2 separate regions of the Macaca mulatta genome follow, and region 1 is linked to region 2. Evidence: chromatin contacts called from public Hi-C data. All regions are on one chromosome and are shown on one strand. The core of a region is the stretch at or near the end of the contact, and the rest is flanking DNA. Distances in the headings are between cores, read along the strand shown.

Region 1 (3,988 bases), core at 1,133-3,632, 59 kb before region 2:
CTCCATCTGTTGAATTGGGAAACAATCCTACCTGCTTCCAGACTAGAGGGAAAGGTGGGGATTAGGATTTACAAGGCACCTGGCACAGACAGAGCACCCGATACAGAAAAGCAGAGAGAGAGCGGGCCTGATTCACTGAGTGGAGCCAGGCAAAGTAGTGGAGAGGGGTGATGGGAGGGGTACTGTCACCCACATACTTGCAGGTGTTCTCACAGACGATGCCGCTGTTGTACTCGTCTGTTCCATCGCAGCAGTCTGTGGCAGAGGCAGAAGCCGAGATCAGACCTGGCAGTGCCTCCACCCTCCCTCCCTCTACCACCTTTCCAGAATCCTGGTGCATCGTCACTTACCACAAACACCATCGTTGACCCGGTTGGAGGGGATATACAGGGGCTTATAGCCAGTGTTGGTGCAGTGGAAGCTGCCGTTAGGACAGGCAGCCGTGCCTGTGAGGAAGAAGGGAGGGAAGGTTTTCAGTCAGGTGAGGGCCAGACGTGTCCCATCCATCCACAGACAAGAGCCCCCGACCCACCCTGCACACAGAGAGCACAAGAAACATAAGGACCAAAGGAAGGGAAGAGTTGTACCCGGCACACCCCGGGCTTGAAACAAAGCTTTCCAGCGCTGCCTCCTGCCTCGTCTCACTGAGGTCCTTCAAAATAGGGTCTCTGCCTGGCGCTGTGGCTCACGCCTGTAATCTCAGCACTCTGGGAGGCCGAGATGGGTGGATCACCTGAGGTGATGAGTTTGAGACCAGCCTGGCCAACATGGTGAAACCCCGTCTCTACTAAAAATACGAAAAATTAGCTGGGCATGGTGGCATGCGCCTGTAATCCCAGCTACTCAGGAGGCTGAGGCAGGAGAATCGCTTGAACCTGGGAGGCGGAGGTTGCAGTGAACCAAGACCGTGCCACTGCACTCCAGCCTGGGCGATAAGAGTGAAACTCCATCTCAAAGAAAATTCAAAACAAAACGGCCTCATCCAGGCACGGTGGCTTGCACCTGTAACCCCAGCACTTTGGAAGGCCAAGGCAGGAGGATGACTTGAGCCCAAGAGTTCCAGGCTGCAGTGAGCTACAATCATGCCACTGTACTCCAGCCTCGGCAACACAGCAGGACTCTGTCTCTTCAAAAAACAGAAAAACAAAAAGCCAGGGTTTCCCTTCACCTCTGTCTCCTGCTGGATTGCTCTTGGCCCCACCCTGTCTCCCACTTCCAGGGGTTTGCCCATGTTGGCCCCTCCATCTGCAGCACCCTCGGGATTTAACTGAAACCTCACCTCCTTGGAGGAGCCTTTTCTGACCCCTAGGCTTGGGAGTAGGAGGACTCTGGGCTCCTCCAGCTGCCCGGGGCCATAAGACTGACCACTGACCACTGACTACTGACTGCTGGGCTTGTTTCTGCCCACTCAAGGGGGAGTCAGCATAGGGAGTATCTTGGTCACACAGACAGGGCCTGGCAATGAGCAGCGTTCAATAAATATCTGATGGATGAACAGAGAAAAGGCTCACCTGGCTCGTCAGAGCCATCTTTGCAGTCGCAATAGTCATCGTTGACCTGATCGAATGGGATGGTGGCCGAACCGTCCAGGCAGGTGAAAGGCTTGGACTCATCATAGAAGTGATGATCTGTGGGGTGCAGGAAGCTCAGCCCAGGGCAGGAAAGCGCCTTCTCCATCAAATACCACCTCTGTCCTCCCACCCCCACCAGCGGAGCACTACCGGGAAACTGAGGCAAAAGGTTGTAAATGCCTATCCCCAAGGCCCAATGTTGGCCCCTCCCACCTCCAGCCTGGCGGGAGGGTGAACAGGAGGACTCACTGGTGAGGGAGACGCCCCGGGGCCTCTTGACCTCCACGGCCCAGCACATGGGTAGCAGCAGAAGGAGCGGCAGCAGCATCTCGCCAGAGGCTCTGAGGCCCGAAACGGGTTCTGTGGGAGGAAGCTGACAGCGGGAAGACGCGCTGTGTCTTCACGCTGCAGGAAGAAAGGGGATCCCGGTCAGTGGGAGAGGGCTACTTCCAGCCAATTGGATTCCTCCATCGCTTCCAGGCAATGAGGCCTCACTTTGTTTCCGATATGGGGGCGAGGGGCAGCGATCTCCCCAATCCTGGCCAGTCTCACTTTGCTCAAATCAATGGCGAGGATCTCAAGATCTCAAAACCTCCGCTCCCTGTGCCCAATTGTGACCCAATTCCCGCCAACGGGCCAAAGGGATTAACAGTTTCCGCCGTCCACACCCACATATGCACCCTCCGGTTGCCCCCTGCAGGAAACTGAGGTGCCCTCCCACCCGCTCGTTCACACCTACACGGGGCCGGAGCAAAGGTCAGTATCCACCGCGCCCCTCTTGACCGGCAGCCACGGTTCCTGCTGCAGAAAGAAAGCGGAACTGTCGGACCCGTCACTTCCGGTCGTACGTCCCGCACCGCGAACGGGGAGTCAGGGTAGCCATGTTGGGAGAGTCAGGAGTAGGGGCGGTGCCAAAGCCGAGACGGCCATCTTGGGCAGGACTGTGAAGCCTTAGAGAGGATGGTTCTGAGGGCTAGCTCTTAATGGCGGCGCAACGTACCTCCATCTTGGGAGTGGCGGCACCTCAAGCTGGAAAGAAAGTTCCTGAAAAATGCGCACGAACCCCCAGGGGCGGGATAAGGTTGCGGGGGACGGGGGTAAGGAAACGGAATGAGCACGTGACCCCAAAGTGCCCAGATCGTCTGTCCTGTAGCGCGGCTCTGCCCTGCCCCTCTGTTGGGACCGCCCCTCTATGCAGCCTCAGCCAATGAGAACGCACTGTCAGCCACGGAACGCGGGTGGTCTCCATGGAAACACTGGAGGGAGACGGGAGGCGGTTACCTAGCAACCGAGAGATGCGGAGAGCAACCACCTAGCGGTCGGAAAGTGCATTTTTCAGAGCCCTAGGAATCCGAGCTGACGGATCCCTGACAGGAGCGACTGACTCCTAGTTGTCCCCCTAACCCCTAGGGGCCTTCGGCCCCAACCCCATCATGACATCTCCCCTGTGCAGGGCGGCCTCCGCCAACGCCCTGCCTCCTCAGGACCAGGTTTCGACGCCCTCTTCCAAGGTCAAGGGCAGGGAGGCTTCGGGCAAACCCAGCCACCTCCGAGGCAAGGGAGCAGCCCAGGCCTGGCCCCCCGGCCGTTCCAAGGGAGGATCCTTCCACAGAGATGCCGGGAAGCCCTCTGTGCACGCTCAGGTGGCTGAGTTACATAAAAAGATACAACTGTTAGGTAAGATGGCTCCAGAGGGTACAGAGGGTCAGGGGTCAACAGTGCCCATCCAATCTTCTGACCAGGCATGGTGTGACAAAGGTATTTCTCCAGCATGAGTCTAGGTGAACAGTTTCTGGGCAAAAACTCATACTTGATTCATGTTTTTCATCCTCTCTCTCTCAAAACTTCTCATGAGTTCAGAACCGAATGAACTGTACTTCATACTTTCCTGTAATTTATTTTCTCTCTCTCTCTCTTTTTTTTTTGGCAGAAATCTCACTCTGTTGCCAGGCAGGAGTGCAGTGGAACGATCTGGTCTCACTGCAACCTCCACCTCCCAGGTTCAAGCAATTCTCCTGCCTCAGCCTCCAGAGTAACTGGGACTACAGGCACGCGCCACCATGCCCAGCTAATTTTTGTGTTTTTAGTACAAAGGGGTTTCACCATATTGGCCAGGGTGGTCTCAATCTCTTGACTTCGTGATCCGCCCACCTCAGCTTCCCAAAGTGCTGGCTAGGATTACAGGTGTGAGCCACTGCACCCGGCCTTTTTTTTTTTTTTCTTTTTTTTTAGACAGGGTCTTGCTTTGTTGCCTAGGCTGGAGAGCAGTGGCGTGATCTCGGCTCACTGCAATCTCTGCCTCCCAGGTTCAAGTAATTCTCCTGCCTCAGCCTCCTGACTAGCTGGGACTACAGGTGCATGCCACCACACCTAATTTTTATATTTTTAGTGGAGACAGGATTTCACTATGTTGGCCA
Region 2 (3,716 bases), core at 672-3,171:
TGTAGCTGAATCTTAGTAACAACGTTGAGTGCAAAAAGGAAGTCTCAGAAGATTATGTTTATCATGAAACTTTTTTTTTTTTTTTTTTTTTTGGGAGTCTCGCTTTGTCGCCCAGGCTGGAGTGTAATGGCACAATCTTGGCTCACTGCAACCTCCGCCTCCTGGGTTCAAGCGATTCTCCTGCCTAAGCCTCCCGAGTAGCTAGGATTACAGGCACCTGCCACCACACCCAGCTGATTTTTATTGTATTTTTAGTTGATACAGGGTTTCATCATGTTGGGCAGGCTGGTCTCCCAACTCCTGACCTCTGGTAACCTGCCTGCCTCAGCCTCCCTAAGTGCTGGGATTACAGGCGTGAGCCACCACGCCCGGCCTGAAGCTCTTTTTATAAAGTTTAAAGCAACAAAACTAAACAATATATTGATTGGGTACAATAGATACAAGATAATGCTATACTTTTAAAAGAGAAAAAGCACTTTACATTGTTTAGGTCTTTGGATCTGCATATGTCCCTGAGGTAAGTAGCCATGGGCAACTGAAACACAGAGAGGTGGTCACCCACCAAAGCTCAGGGCTGGCCTCCAGAGCTTGAACCCTTGCCTGAGCTGGGGTCACCAGCCTGGGTGGGCCATGGAGCAATCATCATTTCTCCATCTGATCGGAAAGTCACCCACCACTCTGTTCTGGGGCCCAGCCCGCCTGGATCCAGGCAGGCTCGGAGGCCGTGTTCTCCTGGACCTGGTGCATCTGGCTGCAGCCAGCACTGGGCAGGAAAATACCGCTGGAGCAGTGCCAGGTGCAGGACGTCCCCACTATCTGCCTCCTCCTGGGTCTGGAGGGCCACCATGAGCCCACAGTCCCGGCCAGGCCCAAGCCGGTGGCTGAAGTGGGCAGCTGTGTCTAGAAGTAAGGCAATGAGGTAGGCGGCTTCCTGGGGCTCTGGGTCTTCCGCTAGGTACTCTTCTAGGCCATCGAGCAGCAGAAGGGAGGGGGCTGGCCCCGGGGCTTCATGGGCAGAGCACAGGAGCCGGAAAAGCTCTCGGGTTGAGGGTGGGTACTGGAAGCGGATCTTCTAGAAGGAGAAACAGAAGGAAAGGGCCGGATTCAGCACAAGAAGCCAGACTGCTTGCAAGAGAACCCTGCCTCCTTGCATACTTTCCTTGGTTCCAGGATGAACCAGCTCAGAGTGGTTAAATATTCTTGTATTCGTCCCTTTTTCCAGCACTCATCACTGCCGAGTATTAGTTGAGGGCAAGTCATTTTTGCTTGTTTTTGGCCAAATCTCTAGGGCAGTTTTTCCACGGAAAACCGTCCCCCAGCATTGCATTGTCGGTCTGACCTCATCCTTGACACCAACAGGAGCCAACTCTGGTCCTGAATGGACCCAAGCTTGGCCCCGCCCCTTGATGGGCCTGACTTCACCCTCTGGGCACCGCCTCTTGCTAACACCGCCCATCATTGGATGGGCTCTCACTTCAATCTTAATTAAGCTCCGCGTGGTGCCACCCCTCACTGCGCCTGCCTGACTCCGCCCCATCGTGGCTGCCCTGGCCCGCCCTTCCACCGTCCCCTCCATGGGCTTGTCTACCTGTCACTCAGTAGTCCCGGATCTACTCCACCATTGGCTAGAACGCCTCCACTCCCACCGCACAGTTACCTGGAGTCGCATTGGGTCTAGAGTCGTTCCGGTCCCGCGGGGCAGGCTTTGTAGAGGCCTCCGTGTCAGGAAGAGGACTGGGCCTTGGCCCTCCCCCGCCGCCTCTAGGGCCGCAGCAAATAGCAGCGCTGTTTTTCCAGACCCTGGTGCGCCGAGAAGCAGCAAAGGCGGTCCGGCGGAAGCCGTGTTCTCCTCCCCGGACCAGGCCGCACCGTCCCTGGTCAGCACCCGCCTCAGCGTCTCCGCCATTCGCCGCGTAGCTCTGTCCAATTGGTGGCTCTTTCCCAGTCTTAGTCCCGCCCAAGTCGAGGCCGCTTCGGTACAGTTCACTTAGTTTCTCTATTGGTTTAGGAATCTGTCCATCAAAACTCGATTCCTCTGGGGAATGAGCGAAGGGTTAGAACCTATGCGGAGGAAAGGGTGCATTCGAGGGAAATAGGGAAATAAGGCCCTTCCTTAAGGGAGGCTGCTGGGGGAACCAGCACGAATACTGTTATTGTCAGCTAATGAGACAAATATAAGGATTAAGAATTGGAGGAGCAGACCAGAATGAGTGACATATTCTTTAAAGTCGCCTAGCCTCAGTTTGCCCTCCTGTAAAATGGGGTTTATGATATCTCAGAGGAGTATTGTGATCGGCATGTATTTGTGTGTGGTTTTGCTGATGTCATCCAATGACAACTGAGAATTGAAGAGGGGGATGAGCTGTGTGCTTGTCTTTCTGTGCACCTGAGTATGGGCAGGAGTGTGTGTCTGGGGACACAGGCTCAGGGACACAGCCGTCCCCGAAAGTCTGTGAGATGAAGGCTCTCAACTTCCTCACTGGCTAAGGGGTTCTGTGGGGCCTTCCTTGTGGTGCGGGGGGAGGGCAGGACCGCAGGACAAAGAAGGGAGCGGGAGAGACAAAGAGACAGGCGCTGAAACACTGAAGGAGACATACAGCAGGGACAGTGTTTGTCTTGTTCACTTCTGTTCTCCAGTACCCACAATAGCACCTGGCACATTTGTAGGTTCTCAAATACAGGCTCGTTAAGACAATGAAGGAAGGGAAGTGGGATTGATGAGAAACAGGGAGAAAGGGAGGAACAAAGTGAATGATCGTGATCCCTGGCTGGATCTTCTCACCCAGACTTCGTCCCAGAGCTGCCACTCACGCCTGTGTTGCCCTGGCAACCTTGTCTCCTGGTAACTCCAAAGTGGTGCCGTTGCCTGGAGACCCAGGGGCAGGGAGAAAGTGAGATTTCCTGGGCTTTCTCTCTCCCTCTGGGACCAGAAAACAGCTCCACGACATCCCCCAACACACCCACTCACACAGCTGGGCACCCTCACACCCCTCTACACACACACACACCCACCACGGCATCTCTGAATATATTCTATTTTCAGAATCTCCATCATGCACATGCTCCAACCTTGCCCTATCCTGACACAAAGCATCCCATACAAACTCTGTCCCACATTCATCCCCCACACCCTTTCTCTTGCAAAACACGTAACTATGACATTGCCACTACACACGCAGACACACACAGTGAAGCACACCGATACACTGCGCTGTCAAACACCCTACCTCAGTCCCCATCCCCCAGCAGATACACAACCCATGATTCACCTCACATTTCAACACTCCAGATGCACAAACAGGCCTGGTATGGTGGCTTATGTCTGTAGTCCCAGTGCTTTGGGAGGCCAAGGCAGGAGGATTGCTTGAGGCCAAGAGTTCAAGACCAGCCTGGGCAATGTAGTGAGACCCCATCTCTACAAAATACTTAAAAATTAGCCAGGTGCTAATTTTTAATATCACTGGGCGCGGTGTGGCTCATGCCTGTAATCCCAGCACTTTGGGAGGCTGAGGTGGGCAGATCATGAGGTCAGGAGATCAAGACCATCCTGGCTTACACAGTGAAACCCCATCTCTACTAAAAATAGAAAAAAAAATTTAGCCAGGCATGGTGGTGGGCACCTGTAGTCCCAGCTACTTGGGAGGTGGAGGCAGAAGAATGGCGTGAACCCGGGAGGCGGAGCTTGCAGTGAGCCGAGATCATGCCACTGCACTCCA

What was found. A called contact is a pair of places that touch in the nucleus more often than the background predicts.
Region 1: a contact with region 2 is called in a Hi-C map of fetal cortex germinal zone, with 1.8 times the contacts expected there. The contact joins the promoter of PRKCSH here to the promoter of SWSAP1 in region 2. A contact is called at or near these places in 2 of 14 Hi-C or Micro-C datasets (cortical neurons and fetal cortex germinal zone).

The regions. Positions count from the first base shown.
Region 1 is chr19:12,167,902-12,171,889 of T2T-MMU8v2.0, reverse strand. PRKCSH (PRKCSH beta subunit of glucosidase II) reads right to left here and starts at 2,382. Exons shown (of 18, transcript XR_013408985.1): 1 at 2,311-2,382; 2 at 1,821-1,944; 3 at 1,512-1,628; 4 at 351-446; 5 at 198-255. ODAD3 (outer dynein arm docking complex subunit 3) reads left to right here and starts at 2,235. Exons shown (of 13, transcript XM_077977737.1): 1 at 2,235-2,327. The coding sequence starts at 2,246.
Region 2 is chr19:12,108,950-12,112,665 of T2T-MMU8v2.0, reverse strand. It overlaps SWSAP1 (SWIM-type zinc finger 7 associated protein 1), which reads right to left and starts at 1,921. Exons shown (of 3, transcript XR_013408949.1): 1 at 1,658-1,921; 2 at 442-1,072.